Regions from separate parts of the Mus musculus genome. Here all the other regions are linked to region 1. The links are chromatin contacts, called in public HiCAR-type and Micro-C maps. All regions are on one chromosome and are shown on one strand. The core of a region is the stretch at or near the end of the contact, and the rest is flanking DNA. Distances in the headings are between cores, read along the strand shown.

Region 1 (2,805 bases), core at 178-2,677:
ACTCTTCAATTAGGATCCGTCTGTTTAGCTATGTCTTTTTGGTACTCTGCAATCTGCAGCCTTTAGTCTTCACACTTCAGACTTCAAGACCTGCCTTCTTATCTGCACCATCTTCTGTTGTACTGCTAAGGAGGCTTTTGACTTCTAAGGCACACATGTTGTTTCTGGCCAGTCTTAAACTCCAGTGGCTCTGCCTGTGGCTCTTAGGCCCTGGACTTTGTACACACACATCTCTGGATTTCAAAGCTCTCAAAAAAAAAAAAAAATTCCTGTACATTTAAAGTGTGTGCTGTGTCCCTTCTCTCTCTGGAGGAAAGTGAACTTTCCATAGAATTCCAATGAGGAAAAGCTAGCCAGATGACTACCCTTGGATATGTGCCCTTGGCCTTCCTCTGGCCTAGAGGACTGATGGAATCTATCCTACCACTTGCAAGAGAGAACAAGGCACAGGACCTGTTGAGACACAGAGCACGGCTCTCTAGGAGTACTGGCTGCAGAAACCACAGCGTCACAATTTTTAAACACCAACATGAGAGACACCATTCTTTTCTGCAGTCTACAGACTTGCAGAGTGGCAGTAACAAGCTTCTGTTGTTGTATGGGGTCCTGTGCCTACTGCCAGTGAGGTCATGTAGGGGAAAGTGGTGGTGGTTGTGGTAGGGGCAGGTCATACCAATGGAGGTCAACCAGTGGACCTGACCATACCTACCACCACCACCAGCTCTCTCTTGGTGGGGTTTCCTGGTCTAAGCAGCCCACTCACTGGGTCCTTGTGTACCCCTTCTCTCTGGAGGTCACTAAATGGACTTTAAACCTTCACTCCTTACTTTCTCCTTCCTTCACTGCCTCTAGGCAGTGACCACCCAGGCACCAGGCTCTTGCGTATTCTGCACAGCCCTGTGCCCTAAAGTGTGAGTCATACTAGGCAAAGGGGCTCAAAGACACTCACCAAGGGCCCTGTTTTCCGACAGAAACTTTTCATTACATAGGAAATGAGGTCACACACTAGGGCACACAGGGAACCAGTGAGAAAAACTTGGTGCCAAGAAACAAGGTGGGGGTGGTGGTGGTGATGGTAATGTTAAAAAAAATGGGGAAACCTGACACAAGCCACCAGGAGAGATCACCTGTGCTCTAGAGTAATTTGTACTAGGCACACACAGAATTAAAAACAAACAAAAACCAGTCCTGATTTCCTCTAAAAGTACATATAGCATATCTGATTTTACCAAGTCACATTTGGAAGGCACTTTGTTGGCTTATTGCAGGCTTTAGAGACCCCAATTCAAAAGAAGACCACCACAGAAAGAGGACCAGAGGATGGGGTTGCAGATAGGGTTACTTCCTCTAGGGTGGGAGGTGAGGGCAGTGACATAGTGTTGCCCGCTCCACTGACTTGGCTCCTCATTCCAGGGCTTGGCTGCAGCCTGGCCTGACCTTCCAGGTTTCCCTGGCAAGTGATCAAAGCTCTGAAGCCACAAACACAGTTCAGAATTCAGAGGCCCTGCGGCCAACCCCCCCCCCCCAAGTCACCCCTCTCAGTCCCCTCCCCCATGACTGCCTTTCTGCCAGCTCCCATCCGGCTGCACTGAGAAAGGGCTCTCCCACCAGCTGTACTCCTACCCACCACAAGATACTTCTTGCCATAATTAAAGTCATTAAGTCTCCAAAGGCTCCCATGGGCTTCAAGTTCTAAGTTCCCGAGAGTGAGTGAGTGAGCGAGCGAGGGAGCGGATGAAGGATTTTTAAGTCCTAGTTAAGATTATGCTGATCTATTCAGGAGACATGTAGCAGCGAGAATCCAGCGGTTAAGTTAATGGTTAAGGCTGCCTAAGTTTAAACAGTGTTATTTATTCTCAAAATATGCAGCAGCCTCCACTTAATTCCTACTAATTAAAGGAACCAACAGAAGAGGCTGGAGTCTGTAGTCATGTACGGCGCCGATGTACAGGTTGTGAGTCTTTTCACAATCAGAAACTACTGGGTGTTAAACGGAAATGCATTTCCTTAGATCTTAATCTCAAACACAGACTTTTAGATCAGTTCCAAGAAACACAATGGTCCCCTTTGTTTTGACACCTGACAAGGAGCACCAAAAACTCAAAGAGAGCCTGTGCACACCCTCCTGTTCCATCCATCCTTCTGAGTAAATGAAGGATGTTATGGAAAAATGGCTGTAGAGCTGTCTATGCCTGAAAGAGAAACTTGTAGAGGACTTGGAAGCTGTTACCTTGCCTTGGGAGGTTCTCAAAGTCCCATTTCAGGCCAGATCTTATTAGGTCTGTAACTGGAAACTTCAAAAAAGGACCACTGCCTTCTGTACATGTGGCAACTAATTAATATAAACAAGTGTTAATTAGGTGGCAGAACCAGACTTAACAACCTTGCCTGCAAAGTCTGAGCACCTCAGCGGCCCTCTGGAGAATCAGGGTAGGTTCTTGCAGCAAGGGGCTTTGTTCTTAAGATTGGCCTACTGAGAGAGAAACTGGGGGACTGAAAAATAAAAATAAACTAAAAATCACTGCCTGGTGAGGTGTCTCAGTGAGTAAGGACATCTGCCATCAAGTTTGATAGTTTAGTTTGATCCCTATGTTCTGATGCTGATGGACTAGTAGGAATCTGGATCTAATTAAGCAGAACCCAGCAATACTTGCGATGAAGGAAAAGAAATTACAATACTCTTGAATCAGGTGGTAAACAGATTTAAAAGCAAATTCAAAACAGAAATATTCTGACTATACAACTTTAACACTAAGCACAAAATATCCTAGACTATACTGAGGAATATACACTATTCCTCAGTTC
Region 2 (2,805 bases), core at 229-2,728, 100 kb after region 1:
ACCATCGAAGCTGCACATGTATACCTTATCCTTCAAAGGACTTTTGAAGGCTTTGCAAGCTCTTACGACTCACGGTCTTTCACATAATGCTTTCTCCATCCTAGAGTACTGAGAATGAACCCATGAGCTCAACAAGGCTCTACAACTTAGTTGTATCTCCAGCTCCATAAAGTACTTAAAGGTACATTCTTATTTTTCTATGTATTTCACGTCTGAAGTAAACTGGAGTTCAAGGATACTCTTCCCCTTCCTAAAGCAGCATAAGGATGGCACTGGGAAGCTGAACAAACAAGCAAAGTGCACACTCCGCTGTACTGTATTCTGATCACAACCCCCGAAGTGTCAAAGAAGAAAGCCGGCAGAGCGTTTACTCCATTAACCTCCCTAACCCTCTTCTGTTAACAGGAAAATAATGATACCAATTTCTTAGGATTGTTTGATAAATGATTGAGATAATATGTTAAGTGGTTGGCAGTGTCTAGAATATGCTAAGACCTCCACAGAGGCCAGGAAATAATCTCTAATCTCCAATATAAGATAAAAGGGACATGTGACTATCCCTACCTTTCATCTGCTAGATTTACAATAAATAAAAAGATATGAAAATAGATAAGATGTATTAAAATTTAAAAGGGTAAAAAACAAAAACAAAACAAACAAGCAAGCAAAACCATGTGCACTGCCCTTTAAAAAACAGTGAAGCAAATCCAGAGGTGCTGATAAGGAAAAAAATTAGAGTTAAAAAAAGTACACTTGTCTTTAGATTCTTTATAGTTCTAATGTAAAGGCTCTGTAACAGTTGCTACTGTACAGGATGGAAACTAATACTAGGAACTAGACCTGAGCTAAATGCATACACCTTTAATCCCAGCACTTGGGAGGTAGAGGCAGGTGGATCTCTGTGAGTTCAAGGCCAATCTGGTCTACAGAGAGTTCCAGGACAGCCAAGACTACATAAAGACCCTGTTTCAAAAAAAAAAACAGAAACAAAACAAAATGAAACAAAAAAAGTATATCCCCAAATAAGATGGATCTGCGTACTAAGAACAGAAATAGGGCATAGGTTATCTGTTCTGTATCACAAGTTTCCTATAAATCTAAACTGCCCCCAAAATAAAATAGTTGTGTAAAAAAGTAATACTGTGTACAGCACAGACCATTGTTTTATAAAAGTATGTCTATATTGGAATATATACCTTAAGATGTTAACAATTGCTTCCTCTGAATATGAACATTAAAAAATGATGTTTATTTCCTTGTCCCTCTGCATCACAGGGAGAATGCCAGGTCAGCAGCAGCAGCTGGGAACTTGTCAGAAATGCAAATTCTCAGGCCCCACCCCAGAGCTACTGAATCAGCCTCCCAAGAGGTGGGGCCAGATGATTCTGATGTACGAGAAAGCTAGAGAATAGTGTCCTACATCATAGAAACTGGTTTTGTAACAAGTGTCACTTTCACAGTCAAAACAATAGAACAATGAAGCTGGGAAAAGGGGTCAGTGTGCTGATGGATTTAAGAGTCACCACATGCCCAAACATGGTATATACCAGGCACAGCAATTCTCAAGCTTAGTGACCTAGCAGCTCTGTCTACCTCCCAAACCCAAACCAGCTTAGGAGGAACTTCTGGAATGCCTGCAGAGACATGGCTGAATCAAGTTTGCCATTTGGGTTTTTTCTTTTTTTCAAAAAAAAAAAAAAAAAAAGTTACGCAAAAGACAAGTCCATTGGCAGATTTTGATCTTCATCTCCAAATGAATGGCATCTAGTCTCAGTTTGAAATTAACAGCACTAGCTGAGGTGTAACAGTTTAAAACCTGGAAACTCCCAAACTTGTAGATAGTACAGCTGGGAGGAACGAGGCAGTGGGCCATGCTTTGGAGATGACCTCCTGTGGCCTCCTTCAAGCCTGTTTTGTAGCTGGAGTATTTAAAGCCCACCAGAATCATCCTCAGACTGACTACTGCAGAGGGTAGAAAACCCATGGTTGCTGGGGTTTTTTTCCCCTCAACTCAATTTTGAGAGAATGTTCTATACTTTTCCAAGTACCAAGAGGATGCTTTTGTCCATTAATGAAACTTTGCACATGCTATGGAAAAGAGAAAAAGAAATGCAACTTCTAGAAATATCTACCTTATAACCAATCAATTTATTCCTTCTTATGACTGGCTAGAGCAGAGACTTGCTGGGTTGGGAAAGGAGAAGGTGTGAACCAGTCAGAGTAAACCTCTTGAGACAATACAGCTATTCTGGGGACTTTTCTGAGCCCAAGGAACAGGGGCCACCGTCCAGGTACAGAGGGACTTAGGTGTTCTACCACAGGGCTGTTGATGAACTTCTAAACAAGAGTAGGAAAGTTGAAATGATAAGAAACTATATACTAGGGTATCACGTTGGATGGGTAAGATGGTCACAACTACCATGGATGAGATCACCCAAGCCAGAAAGACTAGTGGGGGTTGGTCTGGTCTGGGTGGTGACTGAATGAGGTCAGGTCTTTCAGCTATACAGTAAACCAAGACCTATGAATTAAAGACCTTCTCATGAGTCTGGCAGCATCAATGAACAGAGACACCTAAGAAATACTTCAAGGTGAATGAAAGGGAAGATACCTGGGAGTGACTGACATGTGACATCTGTACCTAGAGAACAGCGACTAGCTTTCTAAATTGCATCAGCTGTGTATCCACATAGTACTTACTGAGCTCCCCCTTCCACTGAAGATAGCACCAGAAAAGATGGCAGGTGGGGGCTCCAGTTCAGATTCCTCATTAATGGTGAAGGACAACAAATATAGGCAGAGCTC
Region 3 (2,805 bases), core at 150-2,649, 95 kb before region 1:
TGAGCCTGGGGTTGAGACTTCAGATACTGGGAAGCCGCTTTGTTTTCCCGGCTTTGTGCTTGCAGGACCCCCTTGTCATGGCAAACCTCATTCCACCTGCTCTAGTCTGTCTCACTTCCTGCGGCCCACCACCCACACTTTTTAAAGTTTTGCGGTCCGATACCTGTGCTCAGAGGCTAGCAAAGGCTCCTGTTAGAGGGGCAGAGTGCGTGTTTCTGAGGAACGACGGTAGATTAGTCTGCAGGACTGGTTGGGCTGTCTAGGAGCAGTAGGATGGATGAATGACCACGTGGGAGCCTTCCAGTTCCGTCCCTCACCTCCTTCTTTATCTATCCATGTAGTTGTCTACACAACTGCCACTAAAACTACTAACACGAGCCTGAGGAGATGGCCCTGTGGCCTGCTCTGTCAGAGGACCTGAGTTTGGTTCCCAGCATCCACGCCATGACAGACTGTTCACAACTGCGTGTCGGTAATTTGATGCCCTCTTCTAGCTCCTGAAGCACCCCCACACACGTGGTGTAAGGTATACACTCACATAGTCATAAATAGAATCTAAATTAAATAAATAAAATTATTAAAATAGTGAAACTGAAGTATAAACCAATTGTACACTGGAAGGTGGGGTGTCATGCACTGGAAGGTGGGGTGTCATGCACTAGAAGGTAGGGTGTTGTGTGATGATATGTGGGGGATGAATTAATGTTGAAATGATCTGTAGCTGAGTCAGGAGGACCAAGTGTGCCCCCCAAGATCCAATTTAGGCTTGAAAGCGCTGGCAAGGAAGAGAAGGCAGGGCACCTATGCCCCCAGAGACAAGGACATCTTACCTTGGTACAACACAGCAAATCCCTGGGCCTGATTGATGCGATCAGAGAAGAAATACAAAATGACAAAATCCAGAGAGACATTGAAAGACAGAGGCGGGCGGCTCCTCCCACTGAGCCGGACCAGGACGCGGTGGGTGTAGCCGTCCAGCAGCTCCACCATGTCTGCAGAGTCCCTGATATCAAACAGGGTGAAGTTGAAATGGATGCGAGAGGCTCCTGGAACCCGGATGGTCCAGTAGCAGACTCTGCCAGTGGCGTAGGTGTCAGGGAAGTCAGGGGAGTACACCACGGCTGCCATGGCTGAGTAGTTCCCACCGCAGGCGCCCACGAGAGCTGCAGAAGAGAGACAGTGGGCCTGAGTCTCAGCCTGGGGCTCATCTCTAATCTGGACACAAACAAGCTCTTAGGAAATGTGATCTTACCAGGACATTGTTTCCAGCTACAAACCAGGCCATCCTGGGTTTTAGGATCAAATCACAGAATGAATCACTTAAACCCTGAACAAATGACTGCAGACTATTTGGTTTCCCCAGGAGACCTCAGCCTAGCGCAGGAGGAGAAGTGCAGCCCAGGCTGGGGTCTGGCTGGAGTCAGACAGTCTGCATTAAGGAGGCGCAGGGCCATGGGATCCTAGGGGCTGCACCTCATTCCCAGGCCTCCCCCTTGTTTTCCAGTTTAGGGCCACCACCTGCTGCTGTATCCCATGACACTGAGAAGACATCTGAGATGAAGTGCATGAAATGCTGGGACCTCTCAGCCGAGGAAAGGCTTTTGAAGAGGTGACGTCATAAAGGAAAGGCCCCGAGTCTCCTCAGGGTGTCCCGTTCCTTAGGGGTGCAGTGTTCGCACGAGAAGTCCACAAGGAGCTCTGGCCTGGAAGACCTGCTCTATAGGGATGCTCTCCTAGCATGTGTGACCACAGGCTGGATTTCCAAAAGCGCCCAAGGGGAAGGCAGGGTAAGAGCAGCCTCATGGTGCTCTGGGTCACCCACACGGTGTCTCGGCCATGATTTCTCAGGACTAGTGGTTTGGACTGGCAGGCTTTTAGAGCGGTTGGAAATGAAAGACTTCAGGAGGGAGTGTAGGAACAAGATTGAAAAGAAAGCTGTTATTTTTCAGTATTCAGATGGAACTCGGCCACACGCGTGCCAGGCAAGCACTCTTCCACTGAGCCACAGCTCCAGCAGGCTTTAGGAAAATTCTTCTCTAGCACACAGAAAAGCAATCAAAGTCTGCTGCTTTGCTGGCCCTGGTGGTGCAGGTCTGTAGTCCCAACTCCACGGAGGCTGAAGTCGCAGGATGTCAGTTCAAGACTGGGTCTCGAAAAACCAAAGGCTGGCAAGTGCTCGGTGGCAGGCTCTTCGCCTACCTTGTGAGCCCCTGGGAAGTGGCTTTTTCTTCCTAGTGATGAGGAAGCTCAAAATCAGAAGCTGAGGTCTCAAGACAACCAAGGGACATTATCAATGACAGTGGGGTCACAGAAATGGGCTCAACTGTGCCAGAGTCCAGAGGGAAGAGGTGACCACCACAGAGGCTGAGACAGCTGCATGGGAACGAGATCCTGGGGAGCAGTGAGCCTGGCTTCTCAGCTGAGCACAGGGTCTGACATACAGTGTGGCCGTCAGCTGAGAACACATGGAGCCTGACATAAAGTGGTAGCCGTGAGCCTGGCTTCTCAGCTGAGCACACACGGAGCCTGACATACAGTGGGGTTCACATTCACTTTTGAGCTCTTCTGCAAAGGCCTCCTCGTGCTGGCAAGAGTGACCAGTGTCCAGCAGCCAGCCAGAGTTCCCCTCTCAAAGGACCAAAGCCTCTAGTTGCTGGGCAGGGGGCGGGGGGCTGTTAACCCATTTCTCCCAGGGCCACTGGAGAGAGGCAGGTGTGACACGTTTGTGTCTGAGAGAGTAGGAGAACACTTCCTTAGGCACTGGTGAAGGCCAGCTCCTTCTGGGAGAAGAGCGAGAGCGGAAGA

Evidence for each region. Hi-C and Micro-C count contacts between places; a contact is called where the count stands out from the background. HiCAR-type assays count read pairs that join an accessible place to other places.
Region 2: a contact with region 1 is called in a HiCAR-type map of Th17 cells, with 4 times the contacts expected there. The contact joins two enhancer-like sites. A contact is called at or near these places in 1 of 39 promoter capture datasets (the C10 cell line), 3 of 15 datasets of contacts at CTCF or cohesin (CD8 T cells, the NIH/3T3 cell line and pro-B cells), 26 of 484 Hi-C or Micro-C datasets (B cells, the C2C12 cell line, CD4 T cells and 16 more), 4 of 115 datasets of contacts at active chromatin or transcription factors (CD8 T cells, Th17 cells, embryonic stem cells and 1 more) and 5 of 9 other capture datasets (adipose tissue, embryonic stem cells, liver and 2 more).
Region 3: a Micro-C map of muscle stem cells shows a contact between it and region 1, with 2.7 times the contacts expected there. The contact joins two enhancer-like sites. A contact is called at or near these places in 1 of 15 datasets of contacts at CTCF or cohesin (large pre-B cells), 5 of 484 Hi-C or Micro-C datasets (CD8 T cells, the P5424 cell line, brain and 2 more) and 4 of 115 datasets of contacts at active chromatin or transcription factors (double positive thymocytes, effector CD8 T cells, embryonic stem cells and 1 more).

What each region holds. Positions count from the first base shown.
Region 1 is chr11:5,295,829-5,298,633 of GRCm38.p6, forward strand. All of the region lies in intron 2 of Znrf3 (zinc and ring finger 3), which reads right to left. Among named protein-coding and RNA genes, the nearest start is that of Kremen1, 36 kb to the left of the region's middle. Within about 2 kb of position 1,428, at least 120 of the 459 cell types and tissues checked have an H3K27ac peak or open chromatin away from gene starts, as enhancers often do. A contact at or near this core is called in Th17 cells and muscle stem cells, where this site is marked.
Region 2 is chr11:5,397,168-5,399,972 of GRCm38.p6, forward strand. All of the region lies in intron 1 of Znrf3 (zinc and ring finger 3), which reads right to left. Among named protein-coding and RNA genes, the nearest start is that of Znrf3, 46 kb to the right of the region's middle. Within about 2 kb of position 1,479, at least 7 of the 459 cell types and tissues checked have an H3K27ac peak or open chromatin away from gene starts, as enhancers often do. A contact at or near this core is called in Th17 cells, where this site is marked.
Region 3 is chr11:5,200,867-5,203,671 of GRCm38.p6, forward strand. Kremen1 (kringle containing transmembrane protein 1) reads right to left here. Exons shown (of 9, transcript NM_032396.3): 6 at 831-1,163. Among named protein-coding and RNA genes, the nearest start is that of Gm25142, 50 kb to the right of the region's middle. Within about 2 kb of position 1,400, at least 10 of the 459 cell types and tissues checked have an H3K27ac peak or open chromatin away from gene starts, as enhancers often do. A contact at or near this core is called in muscle stem cells, where this site is marked.